2 separate regions of the Zea mays genome follow, and region 2 is linked to region 1. The links are chromatin contacts, called in public Hi-C maps. All regions are on one chromosome and are shown on one strand. Each heading gives the region's core, a stretch centred on a gene start, on an enhancer-like site or on the middle of the called end of the contact. The rest is flanking DNA. Distances are from core to core; before and after follow the strand shown. Region 1 holds the start of LOC100194104. Region 2 holds the start of LOC103641219 (cullin-3A).

Region 1 (6,298 bases), core at 986-3,485:
CCCGCATGAAAGGAGGCAAGCACAAAGCTCTGAAGGCATCATATCCTAGCTCAACACCATCGTCATTCCAACATTCACCTCTTAAAGTCTCCAGGAAGGATTTTAAAAATGTGGTGACAGCACAACAAACATCATCATCTATGTACGCATAAGCTGTTTCTGAAAGCAGATTTGATTTCAATGTTAGAAGAGATTTGGCACCCAATCGCTTTGTCAAAGAAGCTAAAGGGACATATCTCCCTTTGCATCGTGGACCTAAGCGAAGTAAATCATTTGCAACATTGCAAAGGAACAAGTTGTTGTTATGTTCACGGTCTTCTGATGCAATACATAGTTCAATATCTAATAGGAGATCAAAGATCAAATGCACCTGTTTTACTGTCTGACTCAAAGGATCTTCCAGGTTGCGCCATATGATTCCCAATATACGGTTGACAACATCTCTTGAAAAAGGCTTATAGTCCCCAGAGAAGTCGGTGATATCAGATGAAACCGATGTCTTTATCTGCTGCAAACATATTTGTGTCACTGTAAGAGCATGGAAATTGAAGTGGCTATCAACTGGGTTCTCACAATGCTTGCAAAGCTCAGGTAAAATTCCATCATATAAAACAGTCCATAAAGGTCCACTGGAATGAAGTTGGTGCATGTTGAGTACTGTCCTTGGAATAGATGTCAAAATCCCTCTTAGTAGACAAAGTCTACTCAACACTGAAAGGTCTCTGATTTGTTCACACAGATCAAAGTCCGAAAATACATTGTGCACAGACTGATTTTTTCTATCTTCATGATTTGCATAGATGCCAAATAGACCTTGAGAAATGAACCAGGAAATCTCCTCTGTGCTCATGAAAACCTGAATTGCCGCACAGAAGCTTACTCCAGAGGCCACCAGGCAATCCCTTGAAAAGGCAGATGACTTAAGAACAGATAGTATTGTCCTGACAGCACTCTTGAAGACACTTGACGCCTTGTCAAGGCCAATAAACTTATACGGGTACCTCTGCAGCAAGTAGTACATGCAAGACATGGCCTCCTGGCACTGCTCCATCACGACTGGAGATGGCCGTGACCCTTCACCAATGTCTTTTGTCACTCCATCAAGCCCATCAACAACATCCAGTGCCATGATCTCTGCACACCTCTCTACTGCCTCATCCAAAAATCCCAACTTTGGGTACCCAATAAGCGACAAGGCTGCTCGAGATACCATAAATCTCTTCTTTGCCTTACTACCAGAGCCACCATACTCCTCACAGAGCAAGGCAAAACACCCACTGATCACTGTGGAGAATTTCTTGCACTTGGCAAGCACTGATATGAGTGTCCGGTGGAGAGGGAGGGAATTCTCAAGAAAGAGGATCTCCAAATAAAGCTTTGTGGCAGCGAGCACTGCTTCATCAGGAGTCCCTGTAGTGGACAGAAACTGCACATATGCCGAGGCAAGATCCTTGACCACAACAACTTGGGAGTAAGTGGAGGTCAGGGAAATCAAGTTGCTCAATCGGACAAAGAAATTGGATGAGGAGATCTCAGCTGGCACGAGAGTTAGGGCCTCAAGGTAATGCTTCGGGAACACAATGGAGGTGTAGGTGTACCGGTGCCGATGCTGCAGTGACCGCCACTTTGAAGACATTCTTCCCCCAAATTAGCTCCTTGACTTCAATCTGAAGGATGATAATGAACAAACAAAACTGAAACCTCCAGCAGAACCACACTGGACTCTTAAACAGGCATACATAAGCCGAATGATTCACCTGAAGTCAGTACAGTTCCGCCACAAGTCTTCCTCCGGGAACTTAAACCACAAACCTTCCCTCCCTAACAAACCACACAACGTTAGTTCAGTAGATTTTCACGAGTACGAACTACTTGGGCTGAATTAGAGCACGCCTTCTACTACAGTCTACAGATAGCGTAAACAAGCTATCAGAGATTTCATATGCGGCGATAACAGGGAGGCAGGCAAACAAATAACCTTTAATCCTGTAGACGGCCGTGCCGCTCCTCCTGGCAGGCGGCAGCACCCAGCGAGTGCAGCGGCTCGGGAGCCCAGCGAAGAACAACCGGGATCAGGTGGCCAGCGAAAGAAGCGAGAAGCAAAGGCCGCGTGAGCTCCCGGCAAGCTGCAGCAGCGAGAGGAGGCGGGAGCGGGGGTTTAGGGTTTGGTCCTGCGATTCTCTCTCTTCCCCCTCGCTAGAGTGTTTTCCGCGTCGACCTGACCAAAATACCCCTAGGCCTCCGCAGTCCGCACACCCCTCCTGTGCTTTGAGATTCGCGCGTCGCGCCTGCCGACCTCGTGCCTCCCGCGGACTCGCCGGCGAACGCCTCTTGGAGATGCCGCCCGCCGCGGCGGCGCTCCTCCGGTGCGCTCCGGCGGTCCCATTCGCGGCCCGCAGTAGCGCTGTTTCCCGCTCAGGCATGGCGCGGCGTCTGGTGGCAGCGAGCGCTGCGGCCGGCAGGCTGGCACCGGCGTACCGCGGGCTGCTGCTCGACGCCGGTGGCACGCTGCTGCAGGTTGCGCGGCCGGTAGCCGAGACGTATGCCTCCATCGGCCGACGTTACGGTACGCTTCCAACCCGAAGAATCCACCACCTCGTACTTTCCTCATGTCTGGTGCTCTGCATTTCGTCAAACGTTTGGCGTGTGGTCTCGTGATGTTCCTGACTTTGTTCGCTGTCCAGGTGTGACGAAGACTAAGAAGAGAATCATGGAGGGGTTCAAGCGGGCATTCTCCGCGCCATGGCCGAAGACACTCAGGTACCAGGTAATGGTCATGAGACGCACAGGAATTGCATTGCAAAGCTTGAAATTGCGTCGTGGTTGCTCTCGAGGTGACGACTTGTTGGGTTTTGGACTAATTGCAGGGAGATGGGCGGCCATTCTGGAGAATTGTCGTGGCAGAAGCGACCGACTGCACTGATGGTGATTATTTCGAAGAAGTGTATCAGGTAGTATACCTCATGTTCTCGCTAAGGTTGTTCGATTGAATACTTCTTGGTGAATCAGGGTTGGTTGAAGAATTTGAGTATGCATTGAAGTGTTTCAGTGTTTGGTATCTGATTATCTTTTATTACCTTACTATAGTTACTACAATGACGAAATTGAACAAGAACAAATGTTCTGACTATACTGTTAGTCAACAGAAGCCCAGGCGATGAAGTTCACCGCTCTCAAATATATTTAGTTTTTCTAAGTTGAAGGATGCATTCCGCTTCCGGTTTATCGGTATGTCGAATGTTCGTAACCATACCATGTGGCTCATGGATGGATCATTGTTTCTTCCAGTATTATGCGCATGGAGATGCTTGGCGATTGCCTACTGGAGCAGACGCAGCACTGCGTGAGCTGAAGGATGCTGGAGGTCAGATGCTACTTCCTCTGTTCTCGCCTTCTCGGTTCTTGAATCTTGATTTTCAATTCTCAGTTGTTTACTGCAATTAATATCTTCCTCTCCACATTCTGGTCCTTAGGCTATCTCCAACCATTTCCCCTCTCAAGTCCCACTATTCGTACTTTCTATTCATATTTAAATACCTCCTCTTAACTATTCTTCCCCCTATTTCTCCTCCGCTCCTACCATTTCCTCTATTCAGCTCCTTTTTTATCCTTTAACTAGGCTATTTGACTTTTATACCTTGGTTTTTGAGTTTTAAAAAATACCACCATATTTGCATTACCGTAATAATACACATTATTATCTACTAAAAACTCAAAAAAGTAATAATACACATTATTATCTACCAAAAACTCAAAAAAGATTAATTTTATATTAAATACAATCAATTAGTGCCACGGGGAAATGGCTGACATACCAGCACGAGAGGAGGCACGGGGGCGCCGTTGGACGCGCACGTGCCCCCCACCCCCACACCGTATCCTGTCAGGGGAAGTGGGAGGGGGAGACGTTGGAGAAAGCCTTAGCGTATATACAACCCACATAAATGATTTGTATTTTAAAGGATATTAAGAGAGTAGGAGTAAAAAAACACGAGACATATCTTGATGAAGGAACGTCTCTAACACGATTTTCTAAGTATAGATACGGTTCCACCCATACAACTCACGTAAATGAGTCGTATTTTGAAGGGTTCTAATGAATAAGATACAAGACTTAGATATATTGGGTTGTGTGAAGAAGTTTCTTAGATACATCTAGTGTTTAGATAACCGCAACATAGTATCTAGACTGTACATGTCCTTATCTTACTTAGGGATGGCAGTGGGTAAGGTACATAGTGGGCACACGAAGCCATACCCATACCCACTAGGAAAAAATTGATCCATACTCATACCCACTACCCATTATGGATACAAAATTACACCATACATATACCCACCATAGGTAACGGATACCCATCGGGTACTCATACCCATTAACATTACGATAGACATGATCATTTGAAACGCAAAAATAGTGAGAGGCTGAGAGCAAATTCATTTTATATGAGACATCTAAATCCGCACCCACGTGTCATATATTAGCGGGTTCCCCATCGGGTAGCGGGTATGAGGCAACAGAGGACATACTTACGTCCACCGTACCCGATGAGCATAACAAATGACCCAATAAAATACTCATGGGTATCAAAATCCGCCATACCTGTGCCCTAATAGAGTTTTTACCCATCGGGTTTCGGGTTTCAGGTACCCATTACCATCTCTAATCTTACTCCGTCAGTACACGAATGGTTGATATTAATGTGTCTCGATTTCAGTTAAGCTCGCTGTTGTATCTAACTTCGATACCAGGCTACGGAAATTGCTTAAAGACCTTAATGTCTCCGAGATGTAAGTGCCTATAAATTGCCCTATCTGCTTAATTACTTCAGTATGATATGTTTTTTACATGTGTTATATGTTAACAGACCTTGAGCTCTTCAGGTTTGATGCCATTGTGGTGTCATCCGAGGTCGGATATGAGAAACCTTCCCCAGAGATCTTCAATATAGCATTGGGTATAAAACTGAATCTCATTTGTGAAAGGTAATGAAAGTTTTCTATAGAACTAATATAGTTTGGTGTTTTCTGTTGGTCAGATCAAATTGGCGTGGAAGCCAGCAAGGCAATCCATGTTGGAGACGATGAAACTGCAGACATGGCAGGTGCCAATGCTACAGGACTTGAGTGCTGGTATGTGGCGTGTTTTTCCATGTTTGGACCATGATATTAAGCCTTCGGTCCGTTATAATGCGAGGTTGGATCGCTGATTACTTTTGTCTTTTCCTCTGATGTATCTGGTTTAGGCTGTGGGGTAAGGATGTGACGACGTTTTCGGAAATACAGGAGCGGATTCTGACAACAGATGGTCCTCAATGAGTGAATTTGGAATGTTGCAAAAAAATGATAGTTGTTTTTTTTCCCTCAGTTCCTTCTTTTTTGTTTCCTTCCAACTCGTGTGTTGGCATTTTCATTGTGCTTTCGTGAAATAAGCTCATGCCATGGCTAGGTACTGATGTTCCTTCACATTCTTCTCACATATGAACATTTAATAAGAAGCACAAGGACTCTTGATAATTGGTATAAGACAGTTTCTACAAAATCCTAATATCAATACTGATCAAGCTGTTGAGCTAGTGAAAATACAAGTTTCTGTTTAAGAATAAAAAGCATCTGCACCCTCAGAAACTAAACAAGCTGAGTTTTAACTACACCATCTAAGGTGTCGTTTGGTTCACATATTGGTAACGTAATGGATAACCGATAACGTTAAATCATGTTTGTTTAAGTCCAACGGTAATCGATATCATACTATAAGTGGATACCGTCTTATTCAAATTTGTTACCGCCGGTATTCGAGTGTGAATCGTTACCATTATCATTTACGTTATATTTCGTGAACCAAACGGCACCTAAGGGTTAGTTTGGAAACTTAAATCTCCTAGAATCCCTGTCTTTTTCTAGGGTGAGCAATCCCAGGTATTATAATTTGAATAAGATATCTAGTTATTTATGGGGGTTTCCTTCCCTAAGTTTGGTTCTCTTTGCTTTGAAAATAGCCCTAAGAGGGACTCGATTAGTTATATGTATTAGAGGACCAATATCAACCTATTTTGAAAGATTATTCATTCAAGGGATCACTAAGGCATCGTCGATGATTCAGTAGCAGTTGGCTTAAAGATTTTTTGTGGCTAGAATATTCACCTCACATTGATTGTGCATATTGCCTACCTTGTTTCCTATTTTCTAAAAAGCTAATTAGGACAGCTCATATGCATTCATTGTAAAGAGGTTTCAAAAATAGAAGAAGGTTAATGATGGAGGTTATCGGTGTTTCGAACCTCGCTCTGATTAGATA
Region 2 (6,298 bases), core at 1,448-3,947, 170 kb after region 1:
TGCTGAAGAGATAGGGTATGAGAAATGAATGTCAATTATCCAAAAGCAACAACCTTCCAAACTAAACAGAAGCAAACAGTAGCCAAAATTTAACTAAACAGGTTCATCTTGTGTTTTCAGGTTTCCTAAGAACATTTATAGTTACCTGGATCTGATGCTGAGAAATAAGCTATTGATAGACCTCCACACAAGTCCTCACGAGCTGCAAAATTTTCATATGTGTGCACATTCTGCTACGGTATCCTAATATTAGTCACAGAACAAGTTTGATGGTTTCTTTTATTTCCATCAAACTTAATGTTTCTTAGCATGCCAATTTAGAAAGGGCATTCCAGCCCTACATGATCCTAAACTGAAAGAAATGACTAACTTCAGTGTTGGAACTAACATCAATATATGCTTCAATGTCGACTGAAAAGCTCACTCTTCATCACCAAGATCTGGCTCTGTTCTGTATGGTTCGGGGTGTGGCAGAAATCTGGATCTGTTCTGTAAAGTAAATGACATCCAGCTCCGTTTGTGGGCATGTTATTGCTAATGTGTATTAGTTTAATCATAGTCGCCATGTATACAAAGTCATAAAGCCTAGTTGCATGCATCAGGACTCCTAGGAACCTACCAATTAGATGGTTAGTCACTGGAAACAAAATAATAAGTATTAAGTAATAGCTTGCAAGGTAAGAAATTAGATTAGATATATGCTAAAAAGATATATTTCGATCAATCCTACCAAGCCATGCATGGAGAGTGGTGGAGCACCATACTGGCATCTCCTCAGATCAGTAGACAAGGGAATGGTGCAACCCATTTACTTGGACTGCTAGGTGCCAACTATGCAGGGAGTACGGATGCCACGACATATTAGGTGTATATATATAACTAAGGCAACAAATTAGGGAGTACAGGGACACACGCACAAGATTGTTAAGGGAGTTCTCTAGATAATAAATAATATTTATGTAAGTCTAGATGGCAGTTCTCGTCGGTTCAGCCAGGGGCGGATCTAAGGGGTGGGCAAGGTGGGACATGGCCCCACCTCATTTTTTTTAGGTATACAGCGAAATAAACAAACTTTTGTATAGTAAGTGTGGACAAATCTAATGAAAACTAGGTTTTGATGTTTTTTCTCTCGATGCTTCACTGCTCAGTCCACTCTCCACCTGAGCCATTCGATTCTCTTCCCTAGCGCAAGCCCACTCGTGGCTCACTCGCTTCTTCGGTCATCGACTGACCAGTAAGTTGGTGACCTAACCCACCCACTGCAGCGCCACCTTGCCTTCTCATCACTCGTCAGCTCGTCGCGATCCTGCACACAACACTGATACTTTGCCTCCTAGTCCACACCAGCAGATGGGCAAGCTGTTGTTGGGACCGTGGCATCACCTATACCTCGCTAACTTATTAGGGTCCCACCACGCCGTTGCAACACGGCAATGGTTGTCGCTTGCCGTCACCGTCATCTATCGCTACCTCGCCTCCTGCACTCGCTCCTCCCACCTGTCGTCGTCTCACCGACGCCATCTCACGTCAAATTCGATGACTCACCACAACTACGCGTCGATACGGCTGCTCCACCCCAACGCCTCGTCCTCAGCCAGTCCACCTATTTTCTCTCTCTAGCTCTCCTTTAGGTAGCCAAAAAGGTCTTTTTTGGTATTCATATCATTTTGTAAAAACTAGATGTTATCATTTAACATTCATGTTATTATCATCAATCTACATTTAACTAGTAGTCTAGTCCGATAATTTGTCTTTTGCACTGTCGGCCCCACCTAGAATTTTGTTCTGCGTCCGCCACAGGGTTCAGCTCTGGGGTATGTATATGTAGCCCAGAAGTTAAAACAGAAGCATCCAACGTCCAAACCCGAATTTCCTTACTTGCATAACAAGGAATCAAAACAAGATCTCCAATAGTTTAAGCATTTAATGGCGAGACCCAGAGAATGACGCTGCAAATGGCCTAAAGGCTTCGAGCAACTACCAAAATTCAATAGCACACAAAAATAAGGACATGAGCAAGCATGCACCAACAATAAAAGATCATAATATCATGTTGACAAATTATGGTTACAGGATAAGCCCTACTACACTAATAATAAGACATATGAATCAAGATCAATCTATTCACAAACATTCGCATGTCATCATCTAAGATGCATACAAGCCCACAGGAGGATCGACTATAAATTAAAAAATGGAAAATTACATATCAGCAATCAGCACAGCAATCAGTCCATTCATGGCCGCTATCTATCCGAATCATCCGCGATCATACAGCGCGACCTAAGCGCATGGAACAGGGCGGCAACCGAAAAGTCGGGGAACCGGAGGCGGGCGCGCAATGTTAACCTGTAGAGCTCCTCGAAGGAGAGGCTCATGGAGTTGTGGTTGTAGATCTCACGGATGGCATCATGGAGCTTCCGCCACGACTTGTCGAAGAACTTGGGGTCGGACTCAACGCGGTACTCGTAGGGAATGATTTTCGAGTTCCGCCTCTTCTGGCCGCCGCCGCCGTTCATCATCTTTCTCCGCTACACCGCAGCCGCGGCCGACGGGGGGCGATAACCACGTGCTCCGGGCGAGGCGCCGGGGTTCCGGCGAGGTGGTGGTCTGGTGGGGGAGTGGGGAGCAGGCTAGGGTTCCGTTGTCTGAAGGGAGGTGACGGAAAGTCGGAAAGGGCTGGAAAAGGATGGCATGTAACCACATTTTATATTGTCTTTTGGAGGGTTTTTAGGGGCTCGATAAAAAAATTACACTAGTGTATGCTGCGCAACCTGTACGCAATGTCAAATTCGATTATTGGATTTCAAATTTTACATAAATATTATATATTAGTTAATATAAAATACAGTATATTGCATCTACATCATCATTCCCCATTGAGTAAGTAAGAAAAAAACGAGACCATAAGAGCCAGTAAACTGCATGCACCAGGATTAGGCTCTATTCTAGTTTTTGAGAATAAAGACGTTCTATTCTGCGTTTGACAGAATAGAGTCACTCTATTTTTATTTGGTTGAAAAGGAAAATAGAGTAGAGTTGTTCTTTGTTTGGTTGAATAGTCACATAAGTGTAGAGGGAGAAGAGGGAGGAGAGCGCTCGTGTCCAGAAAAGTGCTCGCATCCGGTCATTTTAGTGGAGTGGGAGCATTTCAACTATTTATGGTAAATTTTAATACGTAGATTCTAGGAGCTGTTCCGCTCTTCTTTTATTGGAAACCAGACATCTAGAAAATATGAATGAAGTCGTTTTATTCTCCTCCACTCCGCAACCAAACACACCCTAAGGTAAGAAGAAAAAAGGGACATAAGAGATAGCAAACGACATACATCGACATTAATCAGAAGCTGAGAACAATCCATTCCCATAACCTCCATGTGTAACCATCATTTATTTTTATTTTGAATGAACTTGTTGGCGCTGATTCGGGCACCAATCACTGCGATGAGAACTGACGACGGTGTTCTTTGCCCAGGCGCGGACGGTCCGCGATCTGGCACAGGGCTCGGGTCCCATGCCTGATGAGTCAGACGGTCCGTGCGTGCGCAGGGACGGCGAGGTTCGGCCTGTTTGGTTCGGTCAAAAAATTCAAAAAAATCGGGAAGATAATTAAAAAAATTGTTTAAGTGTTTTCAGGAATTTCAGAGATCCTTTGTGAATTTCTCTAGGTCACAATACAACTCTGTTTCAAGTGAAATTTTGTGTGCTTCCATCCTTTGTGATTTTGGATCAGTGATAAAAAATTCAGAATATTTCGAGCTCTTTTGTTGGTACTCCTTTGGAAACGCGCTTTTGATTTCTACTAGTGCTAAAAAAATCTGCTCTATTTACATAACTGTCATTTCTACTAGATACTTGTACCTCCTTTCTTGTGCTTTGGTCCAACTGTTCTATTACATTTTCTAGGCCAGCAACTAGGACGAGTACTTGGAACACTTATTCAGCATTGCTATCTGTTACTGACTTGTGTGCCCCATATATATATATATATATACACATACATATATATAGTCAGCCTTCCCAGAACTCCAGTTTTCTCTCGAGCAGAACAGGTACTCCTTTGCAATCACACCCACGTTCGTTGGACAGTCACACCGGTCACCGTTTGCCACCTGCAGTGCTGGTAAGAACGTTGTAAGAGCGGGGTAAGACGCTTTATAATTTGTATTCCACCACCACCACCACCCTAAGAGATAGTTGTAGGGTTCACATTGTTTGTTTCCTTTTTGTCTCTGTTTTGTGCTAACAATGACAGGACCAAAGAATCAAATGGACAAGGACAAGGGGCCTAAGCTTAACGACGATGAGTGTGTCTCTCAGATAGAATTGAAGGAGATGATGTGCGCGATGACTGAAGCTTAAATATCAGGACTCTGCCTCGACATCCTATGAGCAGCTTGATCGACGAGTTGTTGAACTTGTTACACGCATGGACGTACTGGAGGCTCGTCCCCCACCACCAACTCCAGCCCTAGCTCACTCTCCTGTGGACGACGACGACGATGACGACAATGTTTATGCACCGCTGCGACAACACCTCGCACGTAATCGACAAGGTATGGGAGGTAATGGTAGACGTCGTCATCATAATCCTGAACCAGACCATGATCCATTTGCTAAGATTAAGTTCTCTATTCCACCGTTCATGGGTTCTTATGATGCTAAAGCTTACTTAGACTGGGAGATGACGGCAGAACAAAAATTTAATTCCCATCTTGTTCCTGAGCAGCATAGGGTTAGACAAGCCACTAGTGAATTTAGAGATTTTGCTATCATTTGGTGGAATGAACTTGTTAACACACGTGCTGCACCACAAACATGGAATGTGTTAAAAGAGGAGATGCGAGCTCACTTTGTTCCCCCTTCTTATAGACGTGATCTTCGAAAAAAATTGCAACGCTTAGATCAGGGAGACATGTCGGTACAGGAATACTACCAAGAGCTTCAGAAAGGTATGCTATGATGTGGGGTAGTTGAGGATCCAGAGGATCAAATGGTTCGGTTTTTATGGGGGATTGAGGCGGGAGATTCAGGATATTGTTGATTATAAAGAATATCATTCTATACAACGCTTGTTCCATCTTTCTATGTTGGCAGAAAAAGAATTGCAGGGTCGTCAACAACGGAGGAGCAGCACTTTCGCTCCATGCCATCCACCGGCGCCAGCCAAGGCGTCATCATCTTAGGGCGTACGGACGTCCACATCTTCCACTGTACCTTCGGGTGTTGCAGCAAAACCTGCTACGACCACCTCTTCCACAGGCCGCTCCTCCGACATCAAGTGCCACCGCTGCCAGGGACTTGGCCATATTCAGCGAGATTGCCCCAGCAAACGGGCATACATTGCTACTGATGATGGTGGGTATGTTAGTGCTTCTGATGTTGAAGATAAAGATACTGTTGGAGCTAACATTGCAGAGACTTATGATGGTGATGAAGAGGTTCTTGGTACAACAGCGACCGAGACCTATAAGGCCTTGATTGTGCAACGAGCTTTGAGTACCACGGCTAGTGACGACGACAACAGACAGCGCCACAACCTCTTCAACTTGTTCCTCATCGTCAAGGACTGCCGTTGTCGGCATTTCGACCCCGGGGGGTCCCTGGACCGACGAGTAAATTGTCGCCGCGTGTCCCAGCCCAGATGGGTCGGCGCGAGACGGAGCACGAAGGGGAAAAAAGGAGACAGGCAAAAAGGGGAAACCCGCGGCCTTCGTGTTGTCCTGCGCCCAGGTCGGGTGCGCTTGCAGTAGGGGGTTACAAGCGTCCGCGTGGGAGAGAGCGAGAGCCTTATACGCGTCGGCCCGTCCTCCCGCGCGGCCAACCTTCTCGTACGAGAGCCCTGGACCTTCCTTTTATAGGCGTAAGGAGAGGGCCCAGGTGTACAATGGGAGATGTAGCAGCGTGCTAACGTGTCTAGCAGAGAGGAGCTAGAGCCCTAAGTACATGTCGTCGTGGCAGCCGGAGAGGTTTTGGCACCCTGTTCATGTGATGTCGTGGCCGTCGGAGGAGCGCTGGAGCCTTGCGGAAGGACAGCTGTCGGGGTTGTCGAGTCCTTGCTGACGTCTCCTTGCTTCCGTAAGGGGCTGAGAGCCGCCGTCGTCATGGAGCACGCGGGGCGCCATCATTATTTGTTTACCGGGGCGAGCCAGATGGGACGCCGGTCTTGTCGCCCGTAGCCTGAGCAAGCTAGGGGTAGGGTAATGATGGCCCCTCCTGTGACGTGGTCGGTCCGAGCCCTGGGTCGGGCGAGGCGGAGGCTCCTCCGAGGTCGAGGTCGAGTCTGTCTTCCGAGGTC

What was found. Hi-C and Micro-C count contacts between places; a contact is called where the count stands out from the background.
Region 2: a Hi-C map of leaf shows a contact between it and region 1, with 5 times the contacts expected there. The contact joins the promoter of LOC103641219 here to the promoter of LOC100194104 in region 1. A contact is called at or near these places in 9 of 25 Hi-C or Micro-C datasets (bundle sheath, ear, endosperm and 5 more).

The regions. Positions count from the first base shown.
Region 1 is chr10:73,841,636-73,847,933 of Zm-B73-REFERENCE-NAM-5.0, forward strand. LOC100194104 reads left to right here and starts at 2,236. Exons shown (of 8, transcript NM_001359396.1): 1 at 2,236-2,566; 2 at 2,685-2,767; 3 at 2,868-2,951; 4 at 3,289-3,364; 5 at 4,719-4,791; 6 at 4,885-4,958; 7 at 5,040-5,133; 8 at 5,247-5,515. The coding sequence starts at 2,338. The coding sequence ends at 5,319. It overlaps LOC103641217 (thyroid adenoma-associated protein homolog), which reads right to left and starts at 2,244. Exons shown (of 6, transcript XM_008664579.3): 1 at 1,979-2,244; 2 at 1,758-1,821; 3 at 1-1,667. The coding sequence starts at 1,636.
Region 2 is chr10:74,010,308-74,016,605 of Zm-B73-REFERENCE-NAM-5.0, forward strand. It overlaps LOC103641219 (cullin-3A), which reads right to left and starts at 2,698. Exons shown (of 2, transcript XM_035963397.1): 1 at 2,350-2,698.